Regions from separate parts of the Mus musculus genome. Here regions 2 and 3 are each linked to region 1. Evidence: chromatin contacts called from public Hi-C and HiChIP or PLAC-seq data. All regions are on one chromosome and are shown on one strand. Each heading gives the region's core, a stretch centred on a gene start, on an enhancer-like site or on the middle of the called end of the contact. The rest is flanking DNA. Distances are from core to core; before and after follow the strand shown. Region 1 overlaps Stk24 (serine/threonine kinase 24). Region 2 overlaps Slc15a1 (solute carrier family 15 (oligopeptide transporter), member 1). Region 3 overlaps Gm33299 (a long non-coding RNA gene).

Region 1 (2,998 bases), core at 319-2,818:
TTCCAGTGTGGGAGGGTTGTTCTTTGGGATGAGGAATAACACCTTCATGGGGTGCAGCTCAGAATGTGGTGGCTCTCCTTTGGCCAGTTCTATTGCGGTGATGCCAAGGGACCAGATGTCTGCCTGCAAGGACAAAAGCATGTTAAAGACGTGAGACACATTCAGACAGGCACAAGGGAGGGGAAAACACGCGCGCTTCAATCTCAGGTTCTGAAAAAGACCACTATTCTGAACTAAGAAACACAAGCCAGTGGCATAATTTTAACACAGGAAACAAGTGGACAGATTTTATGTAGCAAACACTACATACAAATACAAAATTGCTACAGTAGCGATCCAGACTGGCCACCTCTGTGGCAGGCAGCAGGCCTGTGTCAGGTTTCCAGCAGCAGTAACAGGAGTACATGAGCAGGAGGAACTTCACCCCTGGGCAGCACCTGGTACTACACACTGCTGCTCAGACCTAGTGGTCTCAAACAGCAGCACTATAATCAGGGTCTTAGGACACTAGACAGGCAGCTTTCCCTTAGCCCTGCCCCCTTGATTTTCACGAGGGAGGTAGTTTCAAGGGTGTATAAAGGGACTGCATTACCACTGTGCCCACAACTCAAAGCATTATTGCTTTGTTTGATGGCATTTGCAGTGCTGGGAACTGAACCTAGGGGCTCACCCTAGGCAAATGCTCTTATCAGTGGTAGAGAATGTTTATTATAAAAATGGTCAAACACACAGACATGGACATTAATATAACCATACATATGGCACACAAAGGTAATCACTGTGATCACTTTCATATAGACTTTGTTAAGTATAGTGACTTGTAATCACAGCACCCAAGAGACAGAGGCAGGAGGACTGCCACAAGTTTGAGGCTAGCTCAAGCCATATACACAGCAAAATACTAGAACTATATACAGCAGGATCTTATCTCAAAGAAAGAATAAACAGACAGACAGACAGACAGACAGACAGAAGCTATCTTGACACCTGCCACCCCTCACCCCCGAGTACTTCAATATGCCAGCCAAACAGGGCTTGTCTGCACCCTGACACTGAAATTAGCAATACTAGCAGTAGAAATGGAGCTACTGAACTTGGAGCTTTCCCAGGCCATGAGCACAGCAGCTCTCGTGTGTGGTGCTAGGCAGCAACCGATGGCCCATTTTCCAGACAGCACTGCTACCAGAATGAGCAAGGGGGAAAAAAAAGTACGTCCAAGTTCCAGTGAGTTTTTCAAGGAGTATCTACAATTCTTTAATATCAAGTAATACCTGAGCCTTTCCAACTGCTTAAAAACCATAAAAGTTTCCAGAGCTGCTTTATCTGAATTAGGATCCAAAGTCCACTTGCCCCATATGATGGCTACGCTGCCCAGGTCCTTTAATCAATAGCGGTCTCTATTGCCAATTTCCCCAGAGCCTTTAAGAATGAGGTCTCAAGTCCTTACTCTGCGTGTCATTTCCCTTTGTCCTGGTTGGACTTGATAAGCTGGAAGAACCTCACTCAATGGAGAGCACGCCCCGTCACACTGACCTACAGGCAAGCCTTTTTGAAGCATTTTTTCTCCTGATTAATGATTGATGTGGAAAGGCCCAGACCACTGTGGGAGGGGCCATCACCCCTGGACAGGTGGCCCTGGTATGTGAGAAAGCAAACTAAGCCAGCCAGGAAGAACCAGCCAGCAAGTGGAATCCCCTATGGTCTCTGCTACAGCTCCCATCTCCAGGTTCCTGGCCTGACTTCATGAGGGACTGTACATTTTAAGGTGAATTAGCCCTGTGCTCCCCAAGCTGCCTGTGGTCACTGCAGTTACCACAATACTAAAGCCTTCACTAAGCACCCCTGACATCTGATGTGTTTCTCTCTCAGTGTGTTCCCAGCTAAGGCCCTGCAGGTTCTGACTTGAGACTCAGACAGACTAGGCACTGGGACAGCCCTGCTCTCCAACTGCCCAAACCCCTGTGTCGGACTGTCACCTCTGTGCACGGTACGTTCCTTAAATGCTCACTGTATGAAAGGAACACAAGTCTCAGGCCAACTTTACAACAAGCAGGGCTGTCAGGAGCTCAACACGTGTGAAACACGACAAAACGGGTTGGCAAAGAAGGCATGGGGATGGGGTGGAGAACGGCACCTGCTCTTGTCATTGCACCATGAACTTGTCACAAGTCCAACACTTACGGCACAGGTGGCAGGAGAGGCCGATGAAGGGGACCAGGGGACCAGAACAATCTCCAGCCTTTACCTGGAGTACCCTTGCTTGCTATTCTCCTGAAACCTTGTGAGCACCAGAAATCCCTGCCACATCACCTCAGTCATCACCATGAAGGTGGCTAGAAAAAGGGAGAAAGCCACACAGCAGGAAGAGGAGGACTGAGGCAGGCCTGACTCACGTGCTCCCACTGTAGTCCTCGTAACTACGGCACCTACTCCCATGCTCTGAGGCACAGCCATGTCCCACCATGCATCAATGGGGCCCCTGGCAATGGCTCTCCATCCAGATCTCCAGACTTCACACACCCTGCTCAGCCTTACAGGTTACAAGGCCGGACAGTCATGGTCTCTGCCTGAGGTTAGCTGCGCTCTGACTGCACAGCAATCCTGCAAGGAACTGTCTCTGCTTACTCTGTCCCCGGTACACTGAGTGACAGCCCTGGGCTGCAAAGCAACCTGAGATTCCTCTTTGGAACATCCTGAATACAACCAGGAATAGTGGCAGGCCACTGTAACCCCAGCTCTGAAGGTTGGTTGGCAAGAGGAACTGAAAGTTCAAGACCAGACTGGGCTCTCTAGTGGAGTCCATCTAAACCAAACCATGAAGTATTTGAACCCACACAGGTGAGAAGTGTGTGGCAGTGAACTCTTAGGTGCCTAGCGTTCCCACACCCCTCTAGTTCTATCTTGGCTGAGCTGCCATTCCCCAGGACTTGTGCAGGGACCTGGGCAGTCTTCTGTCTGCCTCTGATGCCCACCTTCAAGCCTGGACACAGAGCTGGCA
Region 2 (2,998 bases), core at 347-2,846, 170 kb after region 1:
ATGACACCTCAAAACGAGGCTTTCTTTGGAGAAAAGGCCTCAGGAAGGAAAAGAAGCTGTTGGGTGGGGGTGGGGGTGGGGGTGGGGGTGGGGGTGGGGGCGGGGGCGGGGGTGGGGGTGGGGGCGGGGGTGGGGGTGGGGGACTTAACCTGACATGACTGATTGGTGTCCTTACATGAAGAGATTAGGATGCAGACACACAGAGAGTAAAAGATGGCTATCAACAATCAACCAAGGAGGAAGGCCTCCAGAAGAGACCAGTCTTCAGGGGACCTTGATCTTGGACCTCCAGCCAGAGGAACTAGGAGGTCATAAATTCCTGTTTAACAGCATCACCAGGCCATGGCACTTGTCCTGAGCCTCAGCACAGACAGGCATGGAAAAAATGAGAGAAGGAACCAAAAACCAAATGGTCTTGTGCTGGTGAGATGAATTACACTGATTTTTTTTTTTTTTCAGAGAAAAATCTGGGACTGTCAAAGTCAATGATTAAGACACCAGAGGCTTGGTGAGAGGCCAGCCGTTATAAGGAAGTGCCTGAAAGTCAGAAACCATCAGAGAACATCAGAGAAGTCTCCAGACCTCTGGGACATGTGTGAGAGGACAGGGCATTTTCAGGCCTGCCAGGGTGAGTAAAAAGGCAGCACAGGATCCAGGAAAGAAAGGCAGTCTCCTGGGCACAGCGGCGATGTCTCTGACCAGAGCATGTGCTTCTGGTAGGTCCCAGAGGGAAAAGTGGTCCCCAGGGAGGACTGTTGATAACCTGACACTGTAGCTAACTAACTAGACACTATATAGTATATAATGCTATAAGTATACATATAAGTATAAGTGACCAGGTAAAGGCTAACATTATTTGTGTCATGAATGAATGCTGAATTCTATAGCTTATTTTTCCGCACCAGTTGATAATAAACATGATGTGGACTTTCTTCTCTAAGTTATGAATTACGTTGGTTGTGTATTCTTGGTACACTCTTGACACTTTCACACCCTGGTCACCACTGGGCTTGGTTAAAGGAATGCGTTAAGCTCGGTTAGATGCGAGGAGAGCCAGTTTCAAGAGAAATCTCCGTACCTGATTCCGTTCTCCCCTTTCTCTGGCTTTTGGTTAAGACCATCTTTTACCTGAGAGAGAGAGAAGAAAGAATATAAGAATGTTTCTAAGCCAGAGAGATGGCTCAGTGTGTGAGGCACCTACTGTGTAAGCCTGACCCTTTGAGTTTAATCCTTGACAAGATGGGAGGGGAGACTCCACTTCACACAGTTTTTCTCTCACCTCTGTACATGCACCGCGGCACGGGTCCACCGCTCTCTTATGTGCCCATCATGTGCGTAGATAAACACACATGCACATACAATAAATAAACAGATAAATAAAGTGTCCTGGCGCTTAGCTCATTAGGATCAGTTCACACTAGCACTTTAGACTTTGAGCGCACCATCCTGGCCCTTGTCCTGGGAGATACGGTTCTACTTCTTCCTTCTTGGTTTCCCTCCAGGCTAACACACGTTTTCCTGTTATAGATCCTTGATTGTCAGTGGCTCCAAAGGGCACGACTCTCTGACAGTTTAGATGGTCTGACCTTCGGACATGGCAACACTGTATTGTTAATACAGAGTTCATGTTTGACAACTGTGCAGATGAGTCAGGAAAACCACTGGGAAATACATCTCACGAGCATGTTTTGCTAGGCCACATTTACAGCTTGGCTGGGGTGTGTCAACCTGTGGGCCACAGGCTGCGTACACCTGATAGAACAAGCCACCCAAGAGCTTCCTTGTTAAGCAAATGGCTGAGAACATTAACCGCACGTTGAGTTTTTCCTTAAGTCCTCACTCGAATCCCCTGGCAGACTGCCCAAAGTTCCTTTTTCAGATCAACTCTTCTTGTACCAAATGACACACCTAGATGTCTTCATTTTGTCAGGTAGTATTTCATATGTATTTTATTCCTTGTATCTGGTATACATACCATACTTTTATAAGAGCACATTTAACAATTAATACAATTAATGATATGTTAAGCACATTACCTCAAAGTCTGAGAATGTACATATACATTCATGTGAATTACATATACACATGGAAGTGTACATCCATACACGAGCATGGGTGCACACTCATAACACAGTTATTATTTATTTACCTTTATATTTTAACATGTTTTTGTTTTTGTTTTCAGACAAGTTTCCCCTGTGTAGTCCTGGCCAGCCTGAAACTCAAAGAGCCCCTCCTATATCTTCTTCCCGAGTGCTGGAATCTAAGCGCCGAGCTAAGATAGGGTCTTCCTATACAGTCCAGGCCAGCATCTGCTTCCTGAGAGCTGTAAAAAAGGCATGGACCACCACACCTGGTTCCTACTTTTCTTTTTACATCGTCATTAACAGTGATCCACCTTCCCCACCAGCCAGACCTTCACTGGGACTCAAATGTCTGTGCTCCTCAAGAGTTTGAAATTACCTAAAGCAGTCTTCAATATTGGTAAAGCCAAGCCAAAGCCACACCAGTAAAAAGCTCTGCCCTGTGGCTGCAGAGATGGCTCAGTGGTTAAGAGCACTGGCTGCTTTTGCAGAGGACCTGGGTTCAATTCCCAGCACATACAATATAATTCATAACTATCTGTAACTATAGTTCCTGGGGACCTGATGCCCTCTCTGACCTCAGACACCAAACACCCATGTAGTACACATATGTACATGCAGATAAGACACTCATACATGTAAAAGAAAGCCTAAAACACTTTTAAAGCTGTGTCTCCGATATTGCAAATAGCCAAGAGACATCTGTAGTGTTCAGTACTTACCACACGGTATTGACTGGGGTTCCACACTAGAAGGGTGTGCCGGTGACCCTGCTCAAAATCATGAGCTACTGTGGTGACTCCTGGGGATCCAGAGGAAGATATGTTTATGCTTGTCAGCTTGTCTATATCGAAAGTCATGAACGTGTCTGTCTGGAGATGGGGGAAAGAAGGCAGGAGGCAGAGTTAGCACTG
Region 3 (2,998 bases), core at 287-2,786, 150 kb after region 1:
CATTTTATATACACAAATATTCCAAATTGATTCTTTTAAAAAGTCCTCAAATTAAAAACACACTCTTTCTGTCTGTCTTCTCTCTCTCTCTCTCTCCCTCTCTCTCCCCTTCTCCCTTCCTCCTTTCCTTTTTTTGAGACAGGATTTCTCTGTGTACCCTTGGCTGTCCTCAAACTCACTCTACAGAGTCCAGGCTGGCCTCAAACTCAGAGATCCACCTCCTGTGCCTCCTAAGTTCTGGGATGTACCATCTCCTGACCCTGTTTCTAATTAAAATAAAACATTATTATTAGAATCTCAAGCGTGTTGAATAAACATCCTGTAATATATCCAAGGGACAAGCTTATCTAGGGAAAAGGGTTCCCATATACAATGATTTATCTTCACTGCTAACATATCTCTGGGTGTGTCCAGGAGGGTGTTTCCAGAAATGTTTAACTGAGGGGGGGAAAGAACCAAGCCGAGTATTCAGGGTGCCATCCCTTGGGCATGAGTCCCACACTGATCAAACGTGAAAGAGCTGCCTCTCACTGCTTCCTGAATGTGGATACAGTGTGAGCAGCTACCTCAGGTGTTGCTGTTGTGCCTTCCCTGTCATGGTGGACAAACGAACCTTTCCTCCCATACCACATGTCTTCTTTGTCATGTATTCTGTTGTAATGGTGAGTAACTAAAATACCATATAAAATATTAAATACTGAGCCTGGCATGGGATTTTAATAGCATCATCAAAAGTAGAAAGACAAGGAAGAACACTCCCTAAATACCCAAGAGAGAACCTCCTTCAACGGGATTTCTGTACCCAGCCAAGTGCCAATCAAATGGAAGAGGAATCTAACATGTTTTTAGACTTGAAAGATCCAAGGGGGAAAAAAGGCAAAAACAGGATTTAAACTTAAAAAAAAAAAAAAAAAAAAAAAAAAAAATCAAGGAAACTCCAAGATCATTTCTACAGGACTCCTCCAGAACTCTTTATAAAAGGCTCCCAGATTGGCATCTTGTAGAAGATTCTGGAAAAACCAACATATTGAAAACAGAACTCTCTTGGTAGAACATGTATAATATTTATAATCATAGTGGACCCTCGCTGTTCTCTAACCTCTTGTTAAGCTTGCTTCTGTTAGCACTTATCAGCAACCACCACTGTTTCAGATTTGCTAATCTGTCGGGCAACCTCAACGCATGGAAAACAGCAATGTGCCATGGGCTGAATGAAAAACGAGTGCGTCAGACATTAGTGAAATGATGCAGAACCCACCACGCGGGAGACGCCTTCTAGTCGACAGTCTCCTTCCTCAGTATCCCCCAATTCAGTAAAGCCCATTACTATCGGGCGCCTCTGGGTGCCGTCCTGAGGAACAGCAAACCTACTGGAATCCCCGACCTAACAGACCACCTCCGCCCTTCTCAAGATGGAAACATTTAGGATGATCAATTCCGGTATCTAACAAGGCTTCTTATGTTTAAGCATGAACAATTCCGGAGGAGACAGGGCCAATGTTTACCTAAAACTTTTGTTATTTTGTAACCCACAAGTGTACTCTTCTGCCACCTTGTGGCAAAGATGGGGCACTCCCAGATAAACACTTGAGGGTTGCTTCACTGGGCCATGGTTGGTCAAACCCCAAGGGGTTGGGCGGGGTGCTCATCAAATGCCTTTAAAGCTATCAAAGCAGGCAAGGGTGGTGCATCCGCTTGGCACTAAACTACAGTTAGTATAAAGTAAATGTTTGCTAAGTATTTGTTGGCAAAGAAGTAAAACAGTATTTGTTGGCAAAGAAGTAAAACAATAACCTGCTTGTATAGAGTACCTACTATGTGCAAGACCAATGCACTTTCTATGTCTGGTTTCATTTCATTAAAGCAACCAGCTCCCTTCCGTCCTGGGAACCCCTCGGTCCTGGATACACGAGCATGAAACATATCACCAAGGGCAATACGTCCAGGTAACCCATATTTCTGGACAGAAAACTGAGCCTCAGAACTGTATGCAGTCACTTGCTCTCTGTATTATGCACTTTCCTCATGGCCTGGCCTGAGAAGACACGACTTTAGAAAGTAAGGGCTCACAGTTCAGGTGTGCAGTTGGCCGTGGTGGAGAAGAGACAACTCATAAGAGGCAAGAGGACCTCAAGTTGAAACCATGGCTTCTACAGCATAAACTGACCACTCTTCTATGCTGCTCCTGGAAGAAGAATGCAGAGTCTCATAGACATGACTCCTTCTAGCTGAAGGTTTAGTAAGTTCTTCTGTTCCCAGGACCTAAAGGTACAAAGGGAACTGGAGGTGTCCTCTAGTGCTTTCTGAAGTAACTTGTTAAGCAAATACCTGAATAATTAAGGTGGAGAGAGAAGAAAAGGAGAGAGGAGGAGGGGTGAGAGGGAGGAGAAGAAAGGGAAGAGGAGAGGAGATAGAACACCTTCCTGTAGGAGCAAACATTGCTCCCACACATTGCTTAACTGCCATGTGCCTTGGTCTCCTCAGGGGCAGTCAGGAGATGCTGGCCCACTTCCTTTGAGTGCTAGATGAAACAAAGCACTCAGAGCCTTAGTATGGGCCACTCTGAAAGTCCTAATGCCACCTTCCTGGACTGAGCAGCTCTTCTGTAGGTCATGAGGGGATCTTGAGTCAATGCTTGATCTCTTTCTGCTGCTTCTTTAGCCGGAGGGACCCCACCTCGGCACTGGCCAGAGTGTGGGACTTTTCAAGGAGAAGCCTATGTCTTTGCCATGACCCATAAACCCGTGACTGAACACACAGTCGCTTCTGCCCCCACCCCAACCCCTGCCCTTGCTCTCGACTGTGTGCGATGGTCTCCTGCAACTTCTCAAAGGCCCTAAACATGTCCTCTTGGCATTCCAACAGATGTCCCCTGTGTCCTGCTGCTCTGCCTCCAGCTATGATGGTGATTGCTTCCGTTGTTAAAAGGCCTTTCCTTGGGGAGAAGCAACCACCCACCACCTTCTTCCACTTCCCAATGACAAACCAAGAAGTGGTG

What was found. A called contact is a pair of places that touch in the nucleus more often than the background predicts. HiChIP or PLAC-seq counts read pairs in DNA pulled down with a chosen protein or histone mark.
Region 2: a Hi-C map of liver shows a contact between it and region 1, with 2.6 times the contacts expected there. The contact joins two enhancer-like sites. A contact is called at or near these places in 4 of 484 Hi-C or Micro-C datasets (Sertoli cells, bone marrow-derived macrophages, embryonic fibroblasts and 1 more), 1 of 115 datasets of contacts at active chromatin or transcription factors (embryonic stem cells) and 2 of 9 other capture datasets (adipose tissue and liver).
Region 3: a contact with region 1 is called in an H3K27ac HiChIP or PLAC-seq map of extraembryonic endoderm stem cells. The contact joins two enhancer-like sites. A contact is called at or near these places in 4 of 15 datasets of contacts at CTCF or cohesin (CD8 T cells, the NIH/3T3 cell line and pro-B cells), 73 of 484 Hi-C or Micro-C datasets (the AML12 cell line, the AtT-20 cell line, B cells and 56 more), 30 of 115 datasets of contacts at active chromatin or transcription factors (CD8 T cells, acute myeloid leukemia, bone marrow-derived dendritic cells and 23 more) and 4 of 9 other capture datasets (adipose tissue, embryonic stem cells, liver and 1 more).

Annotation. Positions count from the first base shown.
Region 1 is chr14:121,297,198-121,300,195 of GRCm38.p6, forward strand. It overlaps Stk24 (serine/threonine kinase 24), which reads right to left. Exons shown (of 11, transcript NM_145465.2): 6 at 1-123. Among named protein-coding and RNA genes, the nearest start is that of B930095G15Rik, 50 kb to the left of the region's middle. Within about 2 kb of position 1,569, at least 24 of the 459 cell types and tissues checked have an H3K27ac peak or open chromatin away from gene starts, as enhancers often do. A contact at or near this core is called in extraembryonic endoderm stem cells and liver, where this site is marked.
Region 2 is chr14:121,470,200-121,473,197 of GRCm38.p6, forward strand. Slc15a1 (solute carrier family 15 (oligopeptide transporter), member 1) reads right to left here. Exons shown (of 23, transcript NM_053079.2): 17 at 2,807-2,956; 18 at 1,079-1,128. Among named protein-coding and RNA genes, the nearest start is that of Gm33299, 15 kb to the left of the region's middle. Within about 2 kb of position 1,597, at least 11 of the 459 cell types and tissues checked have an H3K27ac peak or open chromatin away from gene starts, as enhancers often do. A contact at or near this core is called in liver, where this site is marked.
Region 3 is chr14:121,449,740-121,452,737 of GRCm38.p6, forward strand. The region is part of intron 2 of Gm33299 (a long non-coding RNA gene); the gene reads right to left. Among named protein-coding and RNA genes, the nearest start is that of Gm33299, 5.7 kb to the right of the region's middle. Within about 2 kb of position 1,537, at least 63 of the 459 cell types and tissues checked have an H3K27ac peak or open chromatin away from gene starts, as enhancers often do. A contact at or near this core is called in extraembryonic endoderm stem cells, where this site is marked.